3 separate regions of the Gossypium hirsutum genome follow, and all the other regions are linked to region 3. Evidence: chromatin contacts called from public Hi-C data. All regions are on one chromosome and are shown on one strand. The core of a region is the stretch at or near the end of the contact, and the rest is flanking DNA. Distances in the headings are between cores, read along the strand shown.

Region 1 (3,519 bases), core at 199-2,698, 260 kb after region 3:
TACAAAGGGGTTTGAATCAAGACTCCAAATATAATCTCACACTTTGACATTTCAACTAAAGTAACATTTAGTTTTTATATCAATTCCTAATAAATTTATCATATAATTATTTTTACCCACATTATAGATATACTATAATCTTATTAATAATGTCGTTTATTGAGTTGATGTAAGTCAACTTGATATCAAGACCAACTCAAGAAATATGACAATGCCATGATAAACAATTGGAGTGTATTCAATATTCTTATAAACAATTGGAGTGTATTCAATATTCTTAATATGATGTATTTACCTATTTAAATTTCTTTTTACTCATGATTTAAACTATATTTTTATTTTAATTTCCTACATATTGCATATGTGTTATTATTGGTTTCAATTTTTTTATTTCATTATTTATTTTATGTTATTTATAAACGCACACATGTGTTCTAAATACGTAGTTTCCACACGTTGGGGGCTGGCAGGGCCCTAGGCCCCCTAAACTGGAAAATTTTCCAAAGCCATTTATAATTTATAAACTTTTAAATTAGTAATAGTAAAATTACACTTTGGCCTCCCAAGAATGATAAAAATTTAATTTAATCCTTTAAAATTTATAAAGATATAGACTATTAAAATAATAAAATTACATTTTTATTATAGTAAAAATATATAATTTAATTCTGATACCAAAAATAATTTTGTGACTCCGCCACTGGATAGATATGGTTTTTGAAATCTAGTTTTTATGTGTCATTGTTTTGTGACGGTTTTTACAAACTTTTGTTGCTTTTATTTCGACAACCAAAACAAACAAACATAGAAACTGTAGAGAATAATGAAAAATAAAATAATTTTACAAGTTTTATCATAAATGAAAAGAGGAGGGTGACTAGATTAATAAAAGAGTAAGATGTTATTTGATAAATTATAAAATGAAGTATTAAAAAATCAAAGTGTTAAAATTTTAGCATTGAATTTTACAAATATTGAATTTATATTAAAAATGGTTTGATAAATTAATAAAAATAATTACAAAATATAATTATGTTGAATATTGATTTTTTAAAAAATAAATTATTTGAATTAATTGTAGTTCTACCTCCTCTAATTAAAGTTTTTGGTGATGTTATTGAAAGAATAATGTTAAAATATGTTTCAAATTTTTGTATTTTTGTACATTTAAAATTTAATTTTTTTTATATTTTTATTTTTAAAATTTTTCATATTTTAAAACTAAGGTGTAATTATTAATTATGACTAAATTTTTTATTAAATTTATTGATGTGACATTTTAAAATAAAAAACATTCACTTGCTCTTGATGAATAAATTCAAAATATAAAGAAATATTTTTATTGAAATAAAAATAATGAGAGTAAATTATAAATGTATAAAACTTCATACACTTGGATCATATTTTAATAATAAAAAAAGGGTGAAATTGGAAAGTGAGAAGCGGTCCAAAGATTTTCACAAAGGCGTCATCGTCATAGTTGGCGGTTTCTCGTGCCCTCTATTTATGGAAGGGATTAAACTCAACCTTTCCTTTCATTTTCTTCCGTCTCTTTGAATATTTCCATTTCCATCCAAATAATAATAACGATAATAAACATAATTTCAAATTTTCTTCATTGCAGAATCAGATCTGCAACTCTCTGTTTACAATTTTTTCTAAAAAAAAGTAGAGTGAAGAAATTTGAAAAAAAAATGGCGACAGTCTCTCCTTTGGCGAAATACAAGCTGGTATTCTTAGGCGATCAATCCGTCGGCAAAACCAGCATTATCACCCGCTTCATGTACGACAAATTCGACACCACTTACCAGGTAAACTTTTTCCACCATTTCCACCTATGTTTTTTTAGATTCGATGAACATTTCACCATTTCTTCAACTCCTCTGCTTCTTATATATTATTTGAATTTGATTTCCGTTTTTCGACTTATTCATCTCTCTGTTTGGAATCTTAATCTCCTACTTGACATCGTCTTTGCTTGTTTTGTTGATCTCGAGCAGAATGATCTTTGCTATACTGTTCGATTCTCCATGATAGCCTAACGCAGATCCTTTTTTTGTTTATTTAAATAATCAGTTTGGATTTTGTTTTTTTTGGGTACGATGATTATTTCTAGTAATTGAATTTGAACTTTACTTCTATCACATCGAGTGAATACTGGAATTGAGGGAATGTTTATATGTATATTTTTCTTGAATGATTGCTATATAAATGCAGGCCACCATTGGAATTGATTTTTTATCAAAAACAATGTATCTTGAAGATCGAACGGTTCGTTTGCAGCTTTGGTAATACAGTTTCTTCCTTTTTCATTGGATCTTGGATAACTATGTTCAACAGTTTCTTTATTAGTTCTAGTTCCATTGCTAGATTGTATGTTCAATACACATGCAATCAAGCATATATTTTGTGAACTTAAGGTGTTGATTGTTTAAATTTTAGACTACAAAAGCTTACTTTTGTTGTAAGGCAGTTTTAATTTGTTGTCGCTGAAGGAGCTTTAAATTTGTGGGTAATTGTCATTCCAATGAGAAAACAAGAAGCCGTATTTGCTTGATGAATCCCTAGCATTTCCTCTTCATGCGGTTGACAACTTTTAGAAACCGAAAGTAAATCATTTCTGCTACGCACTTCCATCCTCTTATAGTAAACTATCAAAAGCCATCCATGCCAAAGTGTGGTTTGGCAATTGAGAAAAGCATAACATGCAAATTAATCTAAATTTCTTGGTTTTCACGAGTTATATTCTCTTCAAATTTTCATTTGTCTCGTCTCCGTTTGAGTTTTTATCTTATAATTTCACAGGGATACTGCTGGGCAGGAGAGGTTTAGGAGTCTTATTCCGAGTTATATCAGAGATTCTTCTGTTGCAGTAATTGTCTATGATGTAGCTAGTGAGTATGAGCTTACCCGAGTGGCTTTTGTTTTCTTCCTTTTCATTAGATGAGAGACTATAATGGAAATCTTTTACTGGCTGTGATGTTGTCCCAACTTTTTATTTTTCTAAAATATTTTTGTTTGGTATATACTCTAAATATGGTAGGTATATATATGTATATATATATATTCAAAATGGATGTCTAACATGAACAGATAGATATGTCTATGGATCTAAAGATAGATATATTTGAAAGTAACTGTATACGACACGTCCATTTCCAATACCGGGAAAGGATTCTATGAAACAAGGCTGTCACGTCATCTGTATCTCTTTTTCAATAGTTTTATGCCATATTAACATTTTCATCTTGAATTTCAGCATTTTCATCCTGAAAAAAATTAAATCCAAATTAAAATCCTTAAATTCAGGATAAAATTACCGATGTGGCATAAAATTATTAGAAAGGGATATTATCCCCGTTTCATACAATCCTTTCTCTTCCAATACCCTAATTTGAATTGCATAAGTTGACTCCCTTTGATAACCATACTGATCTTATTGGCATATATGTTAGCCCCAATTATATCCTTGCAGATAGGCAATCATTTTTGAACACCTCCAAATGGATGGAGGAGGTA
Region 2 (3,787 bases), core at 1,040-3,539, 510 kb before region 3:
AGGACTATAAATTTTAATTTGACGGGCCAAGGTTTATATTTAACATGTCAATAACCAGATTATAACTTCTTCTCTTTTTTTCCCATTTTATAAACCAAAGGATTTTAATAGGAATTTTTCAAATTTATTTTTAAGCTACTTGAAATCATATTAAATAATTAATTAGTTTCTTAGCTCACTAAATTTGATTGTATCTTCTGCCAAATATTCATATTTATCGTACAGAGTTGTTGGCGTCAATTTTTTTTATTAGAAATAAAAATAAATAAATTTCTCCTTCGTACTTTGATTATATAATTTCTAACTCGAGTTAAAAAGATTGTTATTTCTTGAAATCATTTTCAATTCTATTATATTTTAAATATATGTCTATTACTATTGTTTTAGGTAAAAAGTCTCTGCAGTATTATAAATTTTGAGTTTTAATCTGTATACCTTAAAATTAAAAAGTTTAATTCTCCTTTTTTTAATTTAAAAATTGTTGCCTAATCATTATTGCTATTAGTAGTTTCCATTAAAATTTATATACTTATTTAAGTTTAGTTTAAGAATGCTTCTTAAAAATATTTTCGAAAAAAACTACCTTTAAGAAAAAGTTAAAATTTTCAACTTAAAAACAAATGCTTTTGGGGAAAAACTCAATTATGTGCCATATCTCACAAGAGCAACCTAACCAATATGCAAGAATGACAAATTTTGATGGACAACGACGATTAAACTGATATTTTTAAATAAAAAAAAGTAAAAAATTAATTTTAAATTTTTTAAATATAAAAATTAAATATCAAATTATATTAAAATATAAAGAGTAACAATATTGTTAATTATTTTTGTTCATTTATATTTTATCTACTTGAGGCCATATAAAATATACAAATCAATCAATCAATGAAATAAAAGTAATAAAATTTTCTGTACTGTTAAAATTAATAAAAATAAATATGTCAATAAAGTTTTTTCAATAATGATATATTTCTTCGTAACAAAAGAATATCTTTAGGCCCAGTGTTTTTGGTAAAAAGACTTATATGATATCTTTTTATTTTGATGTTGAGTAGATTCATTTTATTTTAAAAAAATTAAAGTAATTTAATTTGTATCTATTTTGAAAATAAATTACTATTGGTAATATGTTTTTTATTAATTGTACACAATATAATAATCAATTCAACTCTCAAAATTTATACATTTTATCAATTTAATTTTGATTTAAGAAATTTAGTTGTTGGGACTGGACTAATTGGTACATTGGTTTTAGAGAAAGGTTAAAGCGGTTGACTCACAAATCAATTAAATCGAAGTTTTTATTTTTTTTAAATTTATTTAATCAAATTAGACTAATCTATCAAATTAGAAATCGATTGTCTGACTGGTCTAACCATTGGTTCGGTTATAAAAATATTGTCTGCAGTATTACATGTTTTGTCAACATTTATGGAGAATCTATAAACATCAAAAGTTAAATTTGCTATTATACTAATTAAAATTATGTACCATTGACGAAAAAGTTTAAAGTTATGATTAATTGTCTTAGTTGCTCACTTTCAAAACCATTAAGAATTAAATTGGCTCAATTTTTTAAAAAGAGACCAATTTACTCAATAATTTATTTAATTAAACTGGACCAATTGGTTAAATTAAAAATTGATGATCTCATCGGGCTAAGCACCAATTTAGTTACAAAAATATTGCTTACAACATTCACATTTATCAATATTCACATAAAATATAGAAAACGTTGATGATTAAATTTATTATTATGACCATATAGTATTAAAGCCATAATTAATAAATTATTTCAATTTCTTAAAGAAAGATGAATTTATCTACCCGGTATCAAAATTTAGAAAGACTAAAAAGGTGTTTATGAATATTTTTTCTTTTAAAAATATTAAAATGACCAGCGATTCATCGCACCGACCAGGAGTAGTGAAGTCCATGATACGCTGACGCCAACCAAATCTTCTTAAGCCTAAAAAAAGATAAGAGGAAAAAAACACCAGCGCCAAGCCCTTATAAGCCGAGCCATTTCAATTATTTAAATATATATAAAACAATAATATCATTTTATTAAAAACAAGTTAACCCTTCTTGTTTTACCACCAAAAAGGGAAAAACAACAAAACAAAATAAAACGGTCGAAAACCGGCAATAACAAGTAAAAGCTAAAACTTGCATTTGGAATGCATTTTGGGTTCATTTGCATTTGCCAACGTTGCTTAACCCCAGTCAGATTCTAACCCAAATGTGACCCATCTTAGTTCCTTATTTAAAGTTGGAGAAACTGGTTAAAGCCAGCTCTCAGCTGGGTTCTTCTGGTTAAAGTCTGTAATTTAATTGAGTTTTGATCGAGTAATGGTGTGAAAGAAACGGAAATATTTCAAAGTTCTTCTCTTGTAGGGTTGGGTTTTTTCTTTTCCTTTTTTTTTCTTTTTGAGGCAGGGGTGTTCTTGTATGTATATATGTATGTATACATAGCTTGTGTTGCTGTGTCTTGTTTTCTTGCTTTGAATTTGCTTGTTTTCAATGGGAACTGAGAGTATGAAACAGGAAGAGAAGAAATCTGATGAGGCAGTTAAGAGAGGGCATTGGTTGTTATACAGTTGTAAACAAGATGATCTTGTTTCAGACAAGGGACTTACAATTTGTAATAACTTCTCTCGACCTTGAGCCACTTAAACAAAGATTTGACCAGAAGAAAGTCACTCACAACACACCAAAACTTAAAGGATTTTTAAGACTAGAAGAAGAAAGAGATCTCTACTTTTCAAAAGAGTGTTCATTTCACCAAGTTCATCAAACCATGAAGAGATCGCTTGGCTGCTCAGATTCCATGGCTGTTTTCATGTCCATCTGCCCAACCACAGGTCTAACAAAACAACCCCAATTTCAATTAATCTCATCTAGATTTAAATATATATTTTTTTGGTTGCAAAATACCTTGTTTTAGTGTCTCAATTGGCTATTTGTTTTGTTTGGTACAGATGAAGAAAGTCCAAGAAACAACCATATTTACAGTAAAGAGTTGCAGTCGATGTTAGATGGATTAGAGGAAGAAGGCTGTTTGGAAGAAGCAGGCCATGTTGCTGAGAAGAAGAGGCGTTTAAGCGTGGATCAAGTTAAGGCCTTGGAGAAGAATTTCGAGGTCGAAAACAAGCTTGAACCTGAGAGGAAAGTGAGACTAGCTCAAGAACTTGGCTTGCAACCTAGACAAGTTGCTGTCTGGTTCCAAAACCGCCGTGCCAGGTGGAAGACCAAGCAATTGGAAAGGGATTATGGCCTGCTTAAAACCAGTTATGAAACTCTTAAGCTCAACTTTGATACCCTCCAACATGGCAATGAAGCTCTTCTGAAAGAGGTAATATTATAACTGCTTGGTTAACGTGCCAATCACTTCACTTTCTTTAGCTTTTTATTCTTAAAATAGCCTAATGATTGCTGCCAGATAAGAGAGCTGAAAGCGAAGCTGAACGGAGAAAGCGTAGGGAGCAACCTTTCAGTGAAAGAGGAGGCGATTCTGCCTAAAACAATGGAACAAAGTGAACCACTTCCAGCTTCTTCTTTGACCACTTCATCCGAGCCAGTAGAACTGAACTACGAGTGCTTCAACAGCAGCAACAATAGAGTGGCTGACGCCATCCTTTTCCCAGAACTGAAAGATGGGTCATCAGATAGTGACTCAAGTGCTATCTTGAATGAAGACGACCACACCAACACCAACAATGGTGTTGTTTCGTCATCTGGGGTCCTACAAAGCCAACATCTTTTGATGTCACCAACGACAACC
Region 3 (3,555 bases), core at 289-2,788:
AACAGAAAATAAGAATGTGTCAGTTGACAAGAAAGGGAAAGTTTCTAATGCCCACTTTTCTATACTTTATATAATCTATCACTTCAAAAACATCTGCATGCAACATATCTGATCTAGAAAAGAAATTTCAGCAAATAGAATATGAACAGGGATGAAAAGAAATCCAAAGTCTTAAGAGAAGATATAAAAACATGATACAATTTCAAATGTAATTCAAACCTTAAGAAGCATCCAAGAACATATCAGAAGGACTATAATAAAACGAAGAAAAGTAACAATAAGTAAAGAAAGACAAGCGAACCAGTTCCTATTCATCAAGATGAGGAGAATAAGTCCTACAAGGCCAATAGAACACACGACTGAATAGAAGACTAAATTGACACGCACACTAGTCTTCAATCTTTCAGTCACAGAGAAGTCTCCAGCATCTTCAAAACCCTGAATAAGGGGCACCACAACCTTGCTTAAAGATAACATAATTTAATTATATGAGGAAATGCACCACAATCTGCAAAACCATATAGAAGAGTCATCTCTATTCGCAACAAAATAATCCCACAACTTAACATAAATGAAAATACAACAAATGGATAAGTACAACCACCAGTAATTGTCATTTCAAGCCCACATGAAAAAGTTGTAATAAATCACAACAATATGAATACAGTGCACCACCTTTGAATTATTTTAACCTTAGCTTATAAAGTAGAATCTAAAAACTTGAAAACCTATATCCATCCCGAAAGAATTAAGAAAGTTCATTTACAGGAACTACAATCAATTGTGCCACTAAAGAAAATTGATCTAGAATACTCTAAATGGCATATCCCCGTGAATTTTAGTTCAACAAAAAAGGCATCCATCAATAGAGAAACCAAATAAACTAGTGCGAAATTAAATGAAGAATGAAACGTACCATGTAAGGAGAAAAGTACCCCAATAAGACCAACTCTAAAAAAACGAGATTCCTCCATTTTCAATATCATTATCTGGGTTCGATATCGTCTGCACTAATTTAACATTATTATTTTTAATTTGTCTAGCCTAACTTATTACAATATTAAAAAAGAAAGAAAGATAGATCCAACAAATAAAGTACATTTCCGAACGGAATTAAAAAGAACAAAGAATTACCGTTCAGATATCCGCGGGGACGAGGATGATAATGGAAAGAGAACAGAACCAAGCGTATTCGACGGTGAAGAGGACGTAACGAGGGACATCCGGGCCAACGAAGTACCTCAAGGTGAAAATAACCATCCCTAAGGTTAAAGGCAGCGAGATCAAGTAAAATACCCACATATCCCCTTGCCTTTTCCTCTTCCACGGATTTTCTTCTATTGAAATCATAACCAGTCATGGTGGTTGCTTCTTTCTATCGATCACGGTCGATCGCGGTGGTTGCTTTGTATTGTGCTCAACGCTTCGTGCGGGATTACGTGCGGTGTGGGGCAAGGCGTTTTGGGACTAACGTTGCTTTAGGCTTGGGAGATTTAATTAACCTTTAGATGGGCTGATTTTCGTGATTGGGGAAAATTTTGGGCTTTATAAATGAAAAGGAAAAATGAGAACAAGACATGATCCGATAGAGATTTAAAAATCCGATAAGGGATAGAATCAAAGATGTTTCATATTTTTAAACTGTTGCCAATTGATGTTATTATTTTATTTTTAAAAAACTTATACTTTTGCCGGTAAGTTTTAGCTCAATTGGCATGGGTATTATTCTTAATGCAGGAGGACGTGGGTTTTAATAGGTTGAAACGCATTATTCTCTTATTTATGGGTTGAGGAGGGGCTAGCATATATGATCAGAACTTGTAATATAATTGTTCAAAAAAAATTATCCTTTTACGTGGTTTTTTATATTATTTTTTATAATATATGTAGTTAGGTTTTCAGAATACTATCTCGATATTTATAGGTATGGAGTTTGTTGAGATTTTTCTACTCGATCAAGTTTTTCACATCCTATTAAAATCAATGTAATTATTTTGAAATGATCGCAATACCTCAACACCTATGAATGTCGAGATCCTTATACAATATATAAACAATTATATTTATTAACAGTAATAATGAATTGCAATGAATATTAATATACATCAACATACCTCTTCATCGACTTGTTGATTGATTTCTCATCACATCCAAATAAAGTCCTTTCAATAATGTGTATGACCCAAACAACCCCTAAGTTTGTTTAAATATTTAATGCAATAGGTGATTATGAATATTGATAATTGAATACACCTTAAGATATTGTACATAATTATACTTTTACCTTCTATTTAGAGGGAACTCTCATGATTAGGTAGAGATGGGCCCTAACCATGTTATCTTTATCCATGCCCATGTTTGCTGAAGCAGCCAACAACCATTTATCTCATCAATCAATTCTCAAGTTGTCTTATGGAGCACCCGATACAAATACATCAAATTCGCTAAACCCAATTGAATCGATTGATCATCCAAGAAAACTCTAGTGAGGAAGATACATGGACCTTATTGCTAGCCTTGTTTGGCAACAAAATTCCTCTTAACATCCAAAACATCTAAGCTTTTATAGATTGATTCATCTCCTCCACAGTTGCAAATTGTGAAGGGGATAGTTTGATAAACCTCTCAAATCATGTGCATTTCACACAATTGTCATCTAATTCTTCTTGTCCTTATCCTTAAACGGGATGACACCCAACAAATGATGGTACTTGTGCTCCACGTTGATGCTACTAGCTTCGATTAAGCGACATCCTCTAGTATTATAGTCACTTCCCCACGTGAAACTGTAATGAATGTGTTTTCGCCATCCGTTTTTCTAACAAGACGACAAGTGACTTCAGTAATTTTATACTATGTTGAGCATGAACAACTTGGTCGTGTCACTGTTTAGAATTTTACAAAAAAAAATTGTTAATATTTAATTTCACAAAATCTTGAAAACATTTCTACAAAAAAAAATAATTTACTTGCCAATTTTACCATATTGGCGGCATCTTTTGCTATATGTTTTATTTTAAACCTTAAATCAACCATTTCTTTCCTAAAAAAAGAAAAAAAATTTAAGGGTTTGAGAGGATTTTGGTTGAAAAAAAGAAAAGAGAGGAAATAATTGAGTATTTATAGAGTGAAAGTCGACTCTCATGATTGTCAACTTTCACTTATTAAATAGGTTCGTTGAGACAACGGGTAAATAAATTCTCTAGTTAAATTTCGCAACCCTAAACTCGACATCTAAGAGAGTTGAGATACTATTGGATGCACATTATAGTACTTTCCTCATTGCATGCAAGCTCGGACTCTTATGATAATTTGATAATCTCCTGAATTTGACATTCATGGATGTAGAGGTATTTTTTTAAAAAAATGTATTATAATAAATAACTTTTGAATATAATTATTTAGATAAATAATAAAATAATTTTATATTTAAGTAAAAAACTGCTTTTATGTTATTCTCTCAATATTTGATTTAATGGTTGATTTAAATTTTTAAAAGAATAATAAAATTGAAATGTCTAATCTCCAAATAATAGCCTCTTTGTAATTGAAATT

The links. Hi-C and Micro-C count contacts between places; a contact is called where the count stands out from the background.
Region 1: a contact with region 3 is called in a Hi-C map of hypocotyl, with 4 times the contacts expected there. The contact joins the promoter of LOC107945394 here to the promoter of LOC107918118 in region 3. A contact is called at or near these places in 9 of 34 Hi-C or Micro-C datasets (hypocotyl, leaf and petal).
Region 2: a contact with region 3 is called in a Hi-C map of leaf, with 2.6 times the contacts expected there. The contact joins the promoter of LOC107928647 here to the promoter of LOC107918118 in region 3. A contact is called at or near these places in 4 of 34 Hi-C or Micro-C datasets (hypocotyl, leaf and petal).

What each region holds. Positions count from the first base shown.
Region 1 is chrD12:21,970,088-21,973,606 of Gossypium_hirsutum_v2.1, reverse strand. It overlaps LOC107945394 (ras-related protein RABH1e), which reads left to right and starts at 1,448. Exons shown (of 6, transcript XM_016879377.2): 1 at 1,448-1,811; 2 at 2,218-2,288; 3 at 2,806-2,894; 4 at 3,476-3,519. The coding sequence starts at 1,695.
Region 2 is chrD12:22,737,160-22,740,946 of Gossypium_hirsutum_v2.1, reverse strand. LOC107928647 (homeobox-leucine zipper protein ATHB-6) reads left to right here and starts at 2,289. Exons shown (of 3, transcript XM_016859903.2): 1 at 2,289-2,867; 2 at 2,985-3,358; 3 at 3,446-3,787. The coding sequence starts at 2,567.
Region 3 is chrD12:22,226,639-22,230,193 of Gossypium_hirsutum_v2.1, reverse strand. It overlaps LOC107918118 (G-protein coupled receptor-associated protein LMBRD2B), which reads right to left and starts at 1,538. Exons shown (of 9, transcript XR_005922032.1): 1 at 1,135-1,538; 2 at 917-1,005; 3 at 302-508.